Regions from separate parts of the Canis lupus genome. Here region 1 is linked to region 2. A link is a contact called in public Hi-C data. All regions are on one chromosome and are shown on one strand. Each heading gives the region's core, a stretch centred on a gene start, on an enhancer-like site or on the middle of the called end of the contact. The rest is flanking DNA. Distances are from core to core; before and after follow the strand shown. Region 1 holds the start of STAG1 (cohesin subunit SA-1). Region 2 holds the start of MSL2 (E3 ubiquitin-protein ligase MSL2).

What was found. A called contact is a pair of places that touch in the nucleus more often than the background predicts.
Region 1: a Hi-C map of blood shows a contact between it and region 2, with 11 times the contacts expected there. The contact joins the promoter of STAG1 here to the promoter of MSL2 in region 2. A contact is called at or near these places in 3 of 9 Hi-C or Micro-C datasets (amygdala and blood).

The regions. Positions count from the first base shown.
Region 1 is chr23:33,697,905-33,704,289 of UU_Cfam_GSD_1.0, reverse strand. It overlaps STAG1 (cohesin subunit SA-1), which reads left to right and starts at 1,373. Exons shown (of 33, transcript XM_038570965.1): 1 at 1,373-1,621.
Region 2 is chr23:33,182,934-33,190,185 of UU_Cfam_GSD_1.0, reverse strand. It overlaps MSL2 (E3 ubiquitin-protein ligase MSL2), which reads left to right and starts at 2,456. Exons shown (of 2, transcript XM_038570959.1): 1 at 2,456-2,691. The coding sequence starts at 2,673.

The DNA of each region.
Region 1 (6,385 bases), core at 124-2,623, 520 kb before region 2:
GAATTTGTAGTCTCATAGCTTTGATCCCAGGAAAACTAAATGAAGTCATATCTATAAGCATGGATTGAGACTAGCATCTTTAATAACAGGGAAAGCTGCCAACAATCTTTGCAGAGAATACAAAATAAATTAACCAGAGATGAGTGTGTGTGTGTGTATATATATACTAATATTAATATATATTAGTATACACACACATATATGTGTATCTCCAGTCACGAATTCATACCCAACAAGGTTGGTTGCGACTTCCTCCAGTCAAACAGCCACACACTTTGTGACCTTTTGGGAAAGAAACCAGAAATAGGGGTAACTTACTGGAGACTGGCTCTGAAGACTGTAAAGGAATTGAGCGCTTCTAAGGCAATATTAAAACAGAGCGGGCTCTAGCAACAGAGAATTTAGTCGTAAATGGGGCTGATGACCTGGGAGATGAAGAATTCACTTTTGGTATTGCAAAGTTGAGGAGGCGAGCCACGGAAAGGCGGGTAGAAGAGGCGCCGTTCAAGGGCAGGTTTGGGTCACGATCTCACGTTAGTACCTTCTCCCGTCCGTCTCCGAGCCCCTGAAAGCCGTCCTTACCGCTGTGGGGGAGAGAAATCGCATTCCAGAGCCGAGGCGGTGTTTTCCCGGTCTAGCTGCATTCCTTCCTCACTAACTAGCCAATGCTGCCGCCTTATGCAAAGCCGGCACTAGAGAGGCTCCGCTTTACAGAGGCAGGGACGACGCCAATCGGCGCGGGGCAGGCACTGTAGCGTTTACCTCGGCGCGGGAGGGCCTGCACAGTTCTCAAAACCTTTTCACCCTCCCTCGCGAAAGCGCCTTGCCAACAGTCAACAATGAGCAGCTAATACAGTGCTAAGCTCGGAGGCCCTCTTTACACCCCGGAGAGGCGGGAGGCGGCTTTGGCTCCGCTACACCCTCCCGTTGCCGCAGAACGCGCCCAGGACGCGGGGAGGGAGCCGCGCGAAGTCAGGCGGAGCCGCAGGGAAGCACCAGTCTCCAGACCCGGGGAGGGGCCTCGGTGAAGGCGCCGGGGGCGGGTCTCCCTCCCAGGTCTCGGAAAAGCTCCGAAAATGGCGGGCAGCTACTCGGCTAGAGGGGCGCGCAGGCGCCACCGTGGCCGTCCTTCCGCCAGCCTCGGGCGGCCCCAGCCCCAGCCCCACGCCCTCACCGAGAGGCATCCGCCGATGGCGATTGGCTGAGCGGGGCGCCCGCTCCGTGCGGGGGCGGAGCCTCCACGCAGCAGCCACGTTTCCCGCCCCGCTGGTGCGCGTGCGTGCAATCCCCACAGGAAAGCGTTTGCGCGCGTCCCCGCCGCGGCCCCCAGCTCGCGCCTCAGCTCCCTCCCCTTTCCGGGCAGGCCCGTCCCGTCAGCCAGGCAGTAAGCGTCGCGGCCAGCAGAGGGCGGTCCGGACCCAAGTCTGCAGCGGCGCCATTGGCGTGTGGAAAATGCCACCAGATGGCGGGTTAGGATTGCAGCTCCGTTGAAGGCGCGGCCCCCGCTCCCGAACCCCCGGCGACCACCCCGTAACAACCCCCCCACATCGGGAATAACACACCGGAGACTTTTGGGGGGAAACTAGGTCGACGGCCGGCGGCGCCCGGATGGGCAGCTGAGGTGAGTGCGGGCGGCGGCGACGGCGGCGGGGGGCGGGAAAGGGGGAATGCGGCGGCAGCGGCGCGGGGGCTGGAAGCGCGGATCCAAGATGGAGGCCGGGCGAGAGCGAGAGAGCGAGGGAGCGCGAGCGAGGAGCGGGCGGGCGGGCCGGGCGCGGGCCCCGCGCGGGGGAGGGAGGCCGCGCGGGCCTGTGCGGGGCGCGGCAGCCGCTGGCCGACCGGGCGGCCGGGGGGGGCGCCTGTGGGCGCGGCGGGCACCTCTGAGCCCTCGTTCCTCCCCACCCCTCCCGCGGGCCCGAAAATTGTGCCCCCGCCCGCTCGGGCACTACAGCGACGGGCGCGGAAGCCTTTGTGGCGCGCTCGGGCCCGCCGCCAAGCCCGCCCTCCGCCCTCCCTCCGTCCGCCCCCCCTCCCCGCCCGGACTCTCGGGACTCGCCCGCGCCCGGCGGGGCCGGGCCGAGGCGGGCTGGTGCGAAAGCCGCCCGCCGCCCGCCGCCCTGCGTTTCTGCGGTGTTTTAGCGGCGGCGTCGTCACATGACAACGAGCTCGCCTCAGCGGAGGGGCCTGGGGGTCGCTCAGCGTGGCGGCCGGCCGAGACGTCTTCTTGGCGGGGTGGGGCAGGGGGCTGGAGCCTGGGGGAGAAGGGGCGTCGAAGCCGGGCTTTCCCGCTATCTGCCCTCCCCGCCCCCGACGGAGGCCTCCCCGTGAAACGTGTTCAGGCCGGAGCACTGCCCCGCTAGTTTGCCAATTCCCCGGGAGAAGAGGCCAATAAAAGTTGTTTTCCCTCCTTTCTCGGGGTGGGGGCGGGGTGAAGAGCTGGGAAACCGGAGTGCCTGGAGTTGGTCCTGGGCCTCGATTGGAGGGTCCGAGCTGGGTGTTTCTTGTGTGCTGTAGGGACTTAAAAAATGTTCAGGTCTTTAAGATTGTCACGTCACCCTTTCTACCCACATTTGAAATGTTTTCGATTCTCTTCACATTGCGGAGAATCGTGCCCGGGGCGTATAAATCATGGGATGGTTTTGGAAGCTTAGACCCAAAACAATACTGTTTGTAATGTGACGATAGCAAATTATTTGCTGTTAAGTTCATGTTAAGAGGATGAATATAGTTTATTTCTCGTGGTCGTGACTCGAAAGGACCCTATTTTTCATCTTCTTAGGAAAATAAAGTGTGAAAGTACTTGAATTGGCATAGGGAAAGTTCTGTTATTTGTGATTTATGTGGGGTTTGAGTAAGACTCTACCTTTTAGTTTTCCGTGTGTTTAAGAAAATGGCAAATTTTGTTGGTAAATATACCTAGGGAAATAATACACAACAATGAAAATAAAAACGATTTATTGTATGATACATTGTGCTGTATTTTCATATTTATAGTGTTGATTTCAGATTTAAAATTGCAGAAGGGGGGGAGAATATTGAAGGATCCGGAAGGATTGTCTACTTTTGGTTTTTGTGAACAGTTGAAACACAAATTGCTTTCTAAATAAAGTTCTGGAAAACCTACAGGTGTTTTGCTGAATTTTTTATTTATATTTTTCAAAATGTGTTTTAAGTTTATTCAGGTGGTTTATCAGTGGACATTTTTACAACCAAACTACTTTTGAGTGGAAATTTCTCAGTATCCACTTCGGTTTTGATGTTCTGACAAAGCTAGGAGATACTGAAATAGATGTGAAATGTGGGAAGTTACGTTACTGGCATTCCATCCTTTGAAGACAGTAATACAATTACCGTTGATTTGAATGGCTCTTTTAAAGCCTTAAGGGGGGCTGTGGTGTAGGGGCAAAAACCCTGAACTGAAATTACTTTGAACATTCCCTAGATTTGTCATCTTTGGAATGTCACACTTTGAACCTCATTTTTTCTCATCACTAAAATGAAGGTAATAAGTTATGTGGTAGTTATTTAACAAGATGTGTACGAAAAAGTACTTTTTAATAGTTAAAACTTTAAAAATTTTATGCAGTTTTAGCCTTTAACACTTCCATTCTGTATCTGTTTATCTTCATAATCAGTGCTGTGAGGAGATCTAATGCACCTTGAAGAAGAAGATAAATCTTTTTGTAGCCTGGGATCAGGGGTTCAAGAGCACCTGGCTCTAGGGATCCTAATCAGACTAGGTCCAGCCACTTGCTACTGACAAAAATCCAAAGGCAGAGGCAAAAGGTGGTGAAACAGGAAAGGAGAAGCTTATTTCAGTAAGGCCAATGCTGAGAGAACTCTCTCCCCCAAAATGCTCAAAATACTTCTAGGTTTGTGTAAGGGAAATGTGGATCAGAGATGGGTGGGGTACGTGCAAGTGGGCAGTGAAGGTCAGGTCATTGTCTTAGGGTCAGTCACATGGGGTCTTCCTGGCTCAGGGCAGTCCTTATTGCTTGTGGGTGTAGTTTTCGGTTCCCATCAGGGGATGCTTTGCCAGTAAGTAGGGTGTTTTGCCTGAGTTAAGAGATGAGCCAGAAAGAGGAGTTTATTCCATAAGAAAGTACAGACTGAGGTCAAAATGGAGGTACCTGAAGTTGTGTTTTCTTTTCCCATTTTTTTCTTTGCTGGTTAGTCCTAGAGTGAGGGAGTGTATTCATTTTCTTTTGATGTATAGCAAAGTACAACAAATTTAGGAGCTTAAACAACATCCAGTAATTGAAGGTTTCTGCAGGTGAGAGATCTGGATACTTTGTAGCTAGACTCTGTACAGCATCTCACCTATCTCATCAGGATGTCAGCTATAGCTATAGTTTTTAACTGAGGTTCAGGGTGTTCTTCCAAACTCAGTACTTGTTGGCATAGTTAATTTCCTTGTGGAAATTGGACTTAACACCCTTGTGGTTGTAAGTCCCTCTTGCTAGCTTTTTGCTAGCTTACAGTCTACATAAGCAGTTCATATATGACTGTTGCTTTTATTCAGACAAGCAGGTCCCAGTCCCCTTGACTTCCTTTGTGACCTCTAGATTCTCCTTTAAGACCCCTTTTTAAAGCTCATCCAGTTTGGTCAGACACACCCAGGATAATTTCCTTTTGGGACACTCCACTGATTAGGGACCTTAAATACATATACAAAATCTATTTGCCATACAACAACCACTGGAGTGATGATATCTTCTTATATTGACAGGTCTCCCCACAGTCAAAGGGAGGAGAATTTAAAGGGTGTGGGTCATTGAGAGTTCTTAGATTTTTGCTTACCATTGGGAAAGAAGTATTTTTATGTTTGCCTCCTTAGAATCTGAACATAGGAGAGCACAGAGGGAGACCAGTAACACACTTGACAAGTTTACTCATATTTTTTTGTCTTTAAACCTTTTCCTTTCCCACATTTCCTGGTACCTCACTTTAAGTGCCTCTCTCTATAAAAATGTTATATTGCGTTTAGAGGGAATTAAAAGTAAAAACTAAAAATAAAAAACTTTAATAAGGAAGGCAATAGGAGATTATGTAATTATCATTATTCCTTAATACCTATTGTTTTACCTATTTTAGAGATGAGATTGAGTCTCATAAGAGATTTTAATGCTTAAGATCACACTCCTATTAAGTGACAGATTCAAACTCATTACACCAGGCAATTGCTGTGGTGTGATTAGTCTGTAGTTTGTGAGGAAGAAATTCTTAGGAAAAAGAATAGTTCTTTGGAAGGGTCAGAGGAGGGATATTATTGGTGGAACAAAAAAGGTAGCAGAAGTTGGGTCATGGTGTGTGGGATGGTTTGAGTCTGAAAAAAGATTTTCAAGAGGAGGCAATTAGTTTTAGTTAAGGATATCAAACTTTAAAGAATATAACCAAGGGGTTAAAATTGTGAGGCGTACACAATTTCTTAATAGAAAGGGGGTATAGTAGGGGCTTGGTCAGTCATTTTTAGCTGAATAAACATAAGTCTTTAGAATTAAGATGTCTCCAGCTACTTTGAGACTCTTTAGGGAAAAGTAGGAAGCAGAGATCTAAAAGAATGCTCCTGCAAAGCTCTAGAATGAGATGAATTTTAAGATAGGAATTAGGATAATATTTCTGGAGAAGGAGGGGTCAGTTTTCAATAGTTAAGAGGATAGGCTCCTACTTCCTATCTTAGTGCTGAGAGAAACCTTGTTTTATTGACAAATGTGATTCTTTTGAAATGAGCTTTAAGTACGTCATAGACCAGTTGGTTTTATAGATCTTTTCTCCATGTAATCCATCCCTTACTGCTTCCCTCAGGTTTTTTTCCTCCCCTCCCTTTAAAAAATTTTATTCATGAGAGACAGAGAGGCAGAGACATAGTCAGAGAGAGAAGCGTGCTCCCTGTCCAGAGCCCAATGCGGAACTCGATCCCAGGACCCCTGGATCATGACCTGAGCCCAAGGCAGAGACACTCAACTACTGAGGCACCCAGGTGTCCCACCTCCCCCTCTTCTAATTCTGTTTTTCCAGTTTGTGCTTGAAGGACACCTCAGGTCCTACTTTCTTTATAAAATACAATCCTTTGTGTTATGGGCCTGAATGGTGCACTAGTAACTTGCCCAAATGTCTCTATAGAGTTTTGCCATAATGAAACAGCTATAATAATGGCTTTTAAGTTGCTAGAGCTCACAGTTAAAAACATTTTACGCTGTGACCTGGTATAAACACATATAAAATGGAAATAAAAGTTAAATGTTATTTCATTTAACTTTTATGTTGTGTTCTCTATTTTCTAATTTTTTTTTTCTAATTTTGTTTTTTAAATTAAGAATGTCAGTTGGAGCTCACCTAAGTGTACCATGACTCAGAGTAAAAAAAAAAAAAGCAGTGAGTTAAA
Region 2 (7,252 bases), core at 1,207-3,706:
CCTCTCACTTACTGCCAGTCTGATCTTTGTTCTCTGAAAGTATAACTACAACAACTACTTACGCATTTTCTTCATTTTTCCCAAAGTGCTTGAGTATAATCAACAAATACTTGTTGATAGATTATTCTGAGGGTTTAAAAATCAATCCATACAGTTTTATTAAGGATCTTAGAATTGACATTGATCAAGCTAAGAACTGTCTTTAAAATTTTAAGACATTTTGTGTCTCTCCCTAAGGAAAAACAAACCCTTGTCCATGCTTGTTTTTGTACCATACACTGTACTGGGGATTTTTCTTATATTATTGCATTTCTAACAATTCATCGTTGTTTTAATAATTACTAACTACTCATTATATGTCAAGCCTTATGCTAGACAATGGTGATAAAAGTCAAAGAGGGAGAAACTCTGACCTTCTAGCAGTTGTAGCGTGACAGGGAGAAGGCAGGGCTACATCAACAACTGCCACGTAGTTTCATAAGTGCAATGAAAGAAGCAAGCAGTTGCCAATCTGGGAAGACAGAAAAGGGGAGCTTTAACTCAAAATGGGAAGGAAATATAGACAATAAAGAGGAAACAAGTGTTTGTTGTTTGTCTGAAATGAAAATTTAACTGGGCACTGAGAGGAGCCTGAGGAGACATGACTAAATGTAATGTGATCTCCTGGATGGGATCCTGGATCAGTAAAGGGACGTTAGGGAAAAAATGAAGAAATCTAAATAAAACATGGATTTTACTTAATAATATTGTATTACTATTGGTTAATTAATTGTAACAAACCTACTACAGTAATGTAAGATGTTAATAATAGGGGAAATGGAAAATATAAGACTATCTGTACTATTTGTGCAATAATTCCAAGAATTCAAAACTGTTCTCAAATAAAAAGCTCATTAAAAATTTTTAACTGGCATCTTGTATTTTTGTTAGATCTGACAACCCTAACCCTTTTACTTCCAAATAATAATTGAACATAAATTATGAAAAAATTGCATAAAGTTGATAGCTTGAGATTTGAGTTATATATTTCTCCTCAATATTTGATCTAAGCACTTTATTTTCCATAAACAGTTCATTTCTTTTGAGGCAAGCCTCCAGCAACCAAATAGTTATTACAGTCAATATACTTCAATGTGGAGATGCTTTGCTTCTAAATGCCATAAACTTATCAGTTGCAAGCAATTTCTGAGGCTAAAAAAAAACTGGTTTAAGTCTCTTTCTCTCACACAGACCATCAATAAAATTAGTCTTGATTTAGGTTGTACACATCTCAAGTGATTAAGAAAAAATCCGGTTATGAGAAAATCAGCAAGGTTAAGGCCCTGAAAGTAATCACTTGCCTAGGGTGACTGCTAATTTATGTTGCCTGAATGGAAAACAGATTATTTTACTCTTCTGTGTTTGTTGCTTTCCTGGAGGAAAAAAACCTGTGGTTTGTGGAAGGAGAACTTAAGAGTCTGGAATAAAAACAGAACTGTATAATATAACTTTTATTTGAAGGTGAGCTCAAGAAATATCACTTATCGAACAAACGACCTAAGGAAGATGGGGGTTCTATAATTTGAGAATACGTGTCATTTTCCAGATACAAGAGGGCGAAATACTTTGCACAGCTTTCTCTAATTTCTGCTTTGCTGTCTGAAAAAATTAGGAAGTTGGATTCTTATTGCTTAATACCTAAGTGCTGATAATAGCCCTTGTAAAGAAAATAAACCTGTCATCAAATGGCACTAGAAATTATATATCAGAAGTTACTGGGTTCCCTTGTTGTCTAAGTCCCTAAAACCAACTGTATTTGTGCCCCAAAAGATATACGTGTCATAAATTTCATTTTGCAAACATGTGTAGATCATTTATTTCGAGAAAAAAAACAAAAACAAAAACAACACGATGCTGAAGAGCTTTGGTGTATTCAGAGACAAAGATGGTTCCTAATGCTGTTTCTATTTGTGCTACTCAAAAAAGTTCTGTACTTTCAGAGACAAGGGGAAATCATACGTTAAGTGAGGCTTTTGTCCATTTACATCTCACTTTCCCATGGTCTCCTGCAAACACAGGAGGCGAAATGCTTGTTAAAAAATTGGGCCAGTGCTCCAAGCACGAGGTAGGCGAGGTCCCGGTCGGCGGCCCCGGAAGGCCGCGGAAGAGCCCGGCTGTGATGGGCCGGACGGGGGAGGCGGGTCGGGGCCCCAGCGCCTCCCGACGGCCGGCCGGGGCCTCAGGGAGCCCAGGCTGCCGCCGGCGCCGGCCGCGACCCTAACCGAGCGAACGTCGCCCGCACGCGGGCCGGGCGCGCGGCCACGCCGACCGCAGCCGGCCTTCCGGGCTCCGCGAGTGCGAGCAGGCCGCGGCAGCGCCCTTCCCGTGCTTGGAGAGCTCCGTTCCAGGAGAAAGGCCGCGAGGGCGGGGCTTGCGGCAGTGCGGGGCTATCTCCTCCCGCAGCGGTCAGTCGGGGCGAGGAGAGGCCGCCAGGGCGGAGCGCCACATGGCGCGACCCCGCCGGGCCTCAGCGTGGGCGGGGACCGAGGAAGCCGTGTAGTGCGAGCGGCTTAAAGCCCACGGCGTGGAAGGATGGGTCAACTAACGAACGTTTCACCACAGCCCACACGCCTAGGAGGCAATTCGAGAGCGCATGGGGGAGGGGCAGAGAGAACAGGCAGCTTGCAGGGAGCATGCTCTGTTCTAAGAGCCGTAAGTGGAGGGCCAGGCATGCGCAGTGAGGCCAGGGAGGGTAGGCAGCAGGGAGGGGCCGGCGTGAGCGGGCTGCTGTGTTTATCCGGTTTTCTGGGTGGGCGGTCAAGGCGCACGCGTAAGGGCGAAAGGCGGCGGAGCTGGATCGTGGAATGCGCATGCGCGGAGCGAGCCGGTAGCTCCGGGAGGGCGTGGAGGGGGCTCTTAGAGGAGAAGCAGGGGAAAAGGGAAGCGAAGGGAAAGGAAAGGGCGGGGGGAGGGGTGAGAGTGTGCTCTGCGCATGCGTGCGGGCGCTAGCGACGACGGCGGCGGGGGAGGCTCGGCGATGACAGTGGCTTTGCCCGTTGGGGTAACGGTCGTCGTCGCCGGCAGGGCCTGAGGCGCCGGACAGTCCGCGGGATTCGTTAAGGCCGCAGCAGCCCGGGCCCTACCGAGTTAGAGAGGCGCGTGGAGTCCGGGTGAGGGCGGCGAGGCACGGGGGGGAGGGGCCTGCGACGGGGCCTTGCTGTGTGCTCTGGGCGGCGGCGGGGCCTGGCCGTGCGAGCGCTCGCCTCCGCTGCGGCCGGGCGGGAGCCGTGGGCGGCGGCGGCCGTCGTGCTTGGCGGAGGAAGTCTCTGTGTGTGCGGCGCGGAGAAGATGGCCGGGCAGTGAGGGGGCGGCGCTTGCGCCTGGTGACCTCGGAGTGAGCGACTGAGGAGCGAGGGGCGCCGCCGCGGCCCGGCCGGGCCTGCTCCCCGCCCCCTCCCGCCGCCGCCGCCGCCGCCGCCGCCGCCGGCCCGCGCACTTCCTCCCCGGCCCTCCCCTATCGGGTGGGGGACTCTCCTGCCCGTTTCGCCACCTCAGGGAGCAGCGGGCTTGTAACCGCCGGGGCGGAGAGCCAGGCGCAGTCCGGGTCCCGCGTCCGATATGGAGGGAGCGGCGGCGGCCTCCGCTAGCCGCAACTGCAACGTTCGCCGCCGCCGCGGCTTGGTGCACTAGATTGAGGAAGCCGACGCCCGAGCTGCCCTCCTCGTCGTCGCCGCTACCTCTGCGCCGGGCGCTGTGATGGAGTAAGGGCCCTGCAGCCCGTGAGAAGCGTGCCCGCCCCTCGGACCGGGCCGGGGCCTGCTCCCGCGCCCGCCCAGCTCGCCCTGAGGAGGTGCCTCCGCGTCCGGAGATGCAGCGAAGGCCGCCTGCCGAGCCGCGGGGCTAGACTGAGCGCCGAGTCCCCGGCCCGAGCGCCGAAGCCGCCGCGTTCTTCGCCCCGAGGCTGCCTGGGACAAACTCGAACGCTGGTTTCTCTTTCTCTCTCTCTCTCTCTCTCTCTTTTTTTTTTTTTTTTTTTTTGTCTGCAAGTCTCAGGGACGGAGGAGGGGCGCAAAGGCCCCATGTGTGGGAGGATTGCTTCAGCTCCACAAACTTGCACGGATTTTGGTTACTACTTTGGCCAGTGGTTCTTCTCGGATTTCCTCCGAATTGTTGCAAATTCGCCATTGTTCCCTGGCTGCTTACAAAGTTGGATCCGGAATTTCTTTTCAACCGGGAGCCAACGGTGTCGAGGTGTCTGCAATGAACCCCGTGAATGCTACTGCTCTCTACATTTCTGCGAGCCGCCTAGTGCTCAACTACGACCCCGGAGACCCCAAGGCGTTTACAGAGATTAACAGGCTCTTGCCTTACTTCCGACAGTCCCTCTCTTGCTGTGTTTGCGGTGAGACGCTTTTTATTGTTCCCTTTCAATGCTTGTTTTAAAACTAGGCATTGGTCACAGGAATGGTTTGGCGGCGTGGTAGTTTGTGTTAAGCTTTTGTTATTTGTGCATTAGCATATGGTCATTAGTTTTGAAACTCGTCAAAGGACTTTTGCCCAGCGTTTCAGAAAGACAGCCCTTCTAAAACCGTTTTGTACGGCGGCCTTAACGTTCAGAACTGTTTAGTTCGCCTCGGGTCAGTTGCTTGCTGTTCCTATTGATGGTTTTATAAATGAGGTGAAGTATGCTTGTATATTGCCTTTTTTTTTTTCCCCCCAAACCTTTGCAAGAGCTGACAACACTTACGTTGTTAAACGTGGTTAAGCCTGGTTAAAAAATGTACATGTGGCGTGTTTGCATTTCTCCAAACTGGTGTTATGTGTGGGTGGTGGTATAGTCTGATGAACCCACAGCTTGTGAACTCGGTGCAAAACTTTTCTCCGTGTTCTTCAACAAATGCTTTGACAGTTTGACGGTAAACAGTGAGCCCAGGAAGACTGATGGTACTGTTTTTTAGTTGGTGGGATTTTTACAGGATTGTTCTTATTTTCTGGTTTTAATATGTTGTGGCCTGGTAGACTGTTATTTTAGGTGGTGGTTGTCTCCCCGCCCCCGAATATTTTGTGCAGGGTAGGGTACTTTCAAGTTATTTTTGAGAGGTGAGGATATGCTAAATTCTCTAATCGAAGTGTCTCAAAAGTGCTAGTTTGAATTAACTGCACCAATAATAGTTTTTCAAAAAACGTAGACATGAGTACAAAGGAAATGGCAACTGTCAAAAAGCAGTAGTATACTCCATATTCTCCAAATTTTGAGGTCTTGTGATCCACTTGTTTAGTCAGAACTTAAAAAATTCAGGCGTTTCAGACTTATCTTCGATAAAAGAAATTTTATGGCTGTAGTGGCTGTAGCAGGATATGGTATTCATTTGAGAATCTTGCATCATTTTCTGAATACAGCTTTGGGGCAGGGCACTGACGGGGGTGGGGGTGGGGGAGTGGGGTGCAGAGGAGGTGGAGATTGTGTTTTTTGCATACCAGGTACTTAATCCCATAAACATTTAAGTAACTGTTAGAATGTGATTAAGTGCTAGTGTGACTGGTAACAAACACTTAACACCTTTATAGGGAAGCATTTGCCCTGGGCAAATCACCACTGCCCTGGGCTTCAGTTTCTTAATATGAAATGAGAGCTTTAGGCTAGATTCCAAGTTTCCTTTCACCTTAAATTTTACAAATATGAATTTGCTTGGTTTCAGGGTACTCCCCCACCCCACTTCCAGTTTTTATGGGGTGCTGCTTTTTATGTTCTAACAGCTTTTGATGGTTTTGGACCGAGGAGATAGAGCTGCTATAACTTCATTTTCTACAAACCTTCCTTTTGGGGAGATTGCTACTCTTGCGATATATGGGAAAGAGGGCGTAGGGCATCCCATCCTAGCTTGCTGGAACAGCAGTAGTGAGTGATGTCATTATCCAGGTTAACACTCAAAGATCCTGGTAGGTTTCCTTTTTACTAGGGGGATGGAACTAAACTAAGAGTGAAATGGTAGTTTTGAATCTTGTAGATGCTTGGAATTTTAAGTTCTTGTCAATGGGTTCAGGATAGTTATGGTCTAATTGAACATTTTCCCAAATTCTAACCTAGATTTTAAAAATGAAAAAAATTTAAAAAAAATTTTATTTATTTGAGACAGAGGGAGAGGCAGGCTCCTTGCAGGGAGCCCGATGTGGGACTCAATCCCAGGACTCCAGGATCCTGCCCCAGGCCGAAGGCAGATGCTCAATGGTTGAGCCACCCAGGCGACCCTAAAAAATGAAATTAAAGCTACATTTAAAAAAAAGTCTAACTGTAGCTTTTTTTTTTTTTTTTAAGCCAGTCTTGGCAACACAAGGGGAATTTTTCTGACAGGCTCTGCCATTTTTCCTTCTTCTTCAAGCTACTCCATCCTATGGAAAAGATTTGTGGGTTTTAGTTTTTCCCTAATTAAAATTGAGTAGCTGGCATAAAATGTCAGGATGTAGGTTCAGGCTTACCCTCTCTGACTCCCCATCTCTTCGTACATACTCTTGGTTATCAGGAGATGGGGAAAAAATTAGCAATTTGAATTCAGATCCAGCATTTAATCAAATCTTTGTATCAGGTGTTGCCTACACTTTTTTTCTTTTTTAGCAGAAAAGCATGAATACATTCAAGTTAATAGAGCATGTACAACCTTACTTCATGAAGATAATAAATATGTAAAGTTTAATTCTATCTTGGTGCTGTAAATAGGGAGTTTATTTCATCAGTCCCTTCGAAGTCTGACCCAATCCTAACCTTTTCAGCCTTACATTTAACTGCTCTCTTATGTAATTTTGTGCTTTAGCTGGGTCGATGTTTTTGCCTTTTCAAACATACATGCCCCACGTCTCCTCTTTTCCTCACCTTAATTCTCTGAAGTCTCTTCTGTCTAAAAATACTTTTTTTCTCTTATGGTGTAACTCAATTTCCTCCCTCAGTGAATTCTTCCTTGCTCACTGCAGCAAAAAGTTTCGTTTGTCCTTTGAACCTCTGTAACCCTTTGTTCCAGTCATAGGCACTTACAGCTCTTTGGGTGCAGCTTTTATATCTAAGTCTTCTGATATCTTAGGGAAAAATACTATTTTGGGGGTACATTTTTGTGTGCCTCTTGCCTCATCCACTATCTCCTATTCAGTCACTTGCATGTTGGTATTTATGACAGACTGGGAGGAAGTATTCAAGGAGACTCCTACAAACTTTGCAGTTAGATTCAAATCTTGGCTCTTCCAGTTACTGTGTTGCCAAGTTGCTTTAACTTTTTGGCTCAGT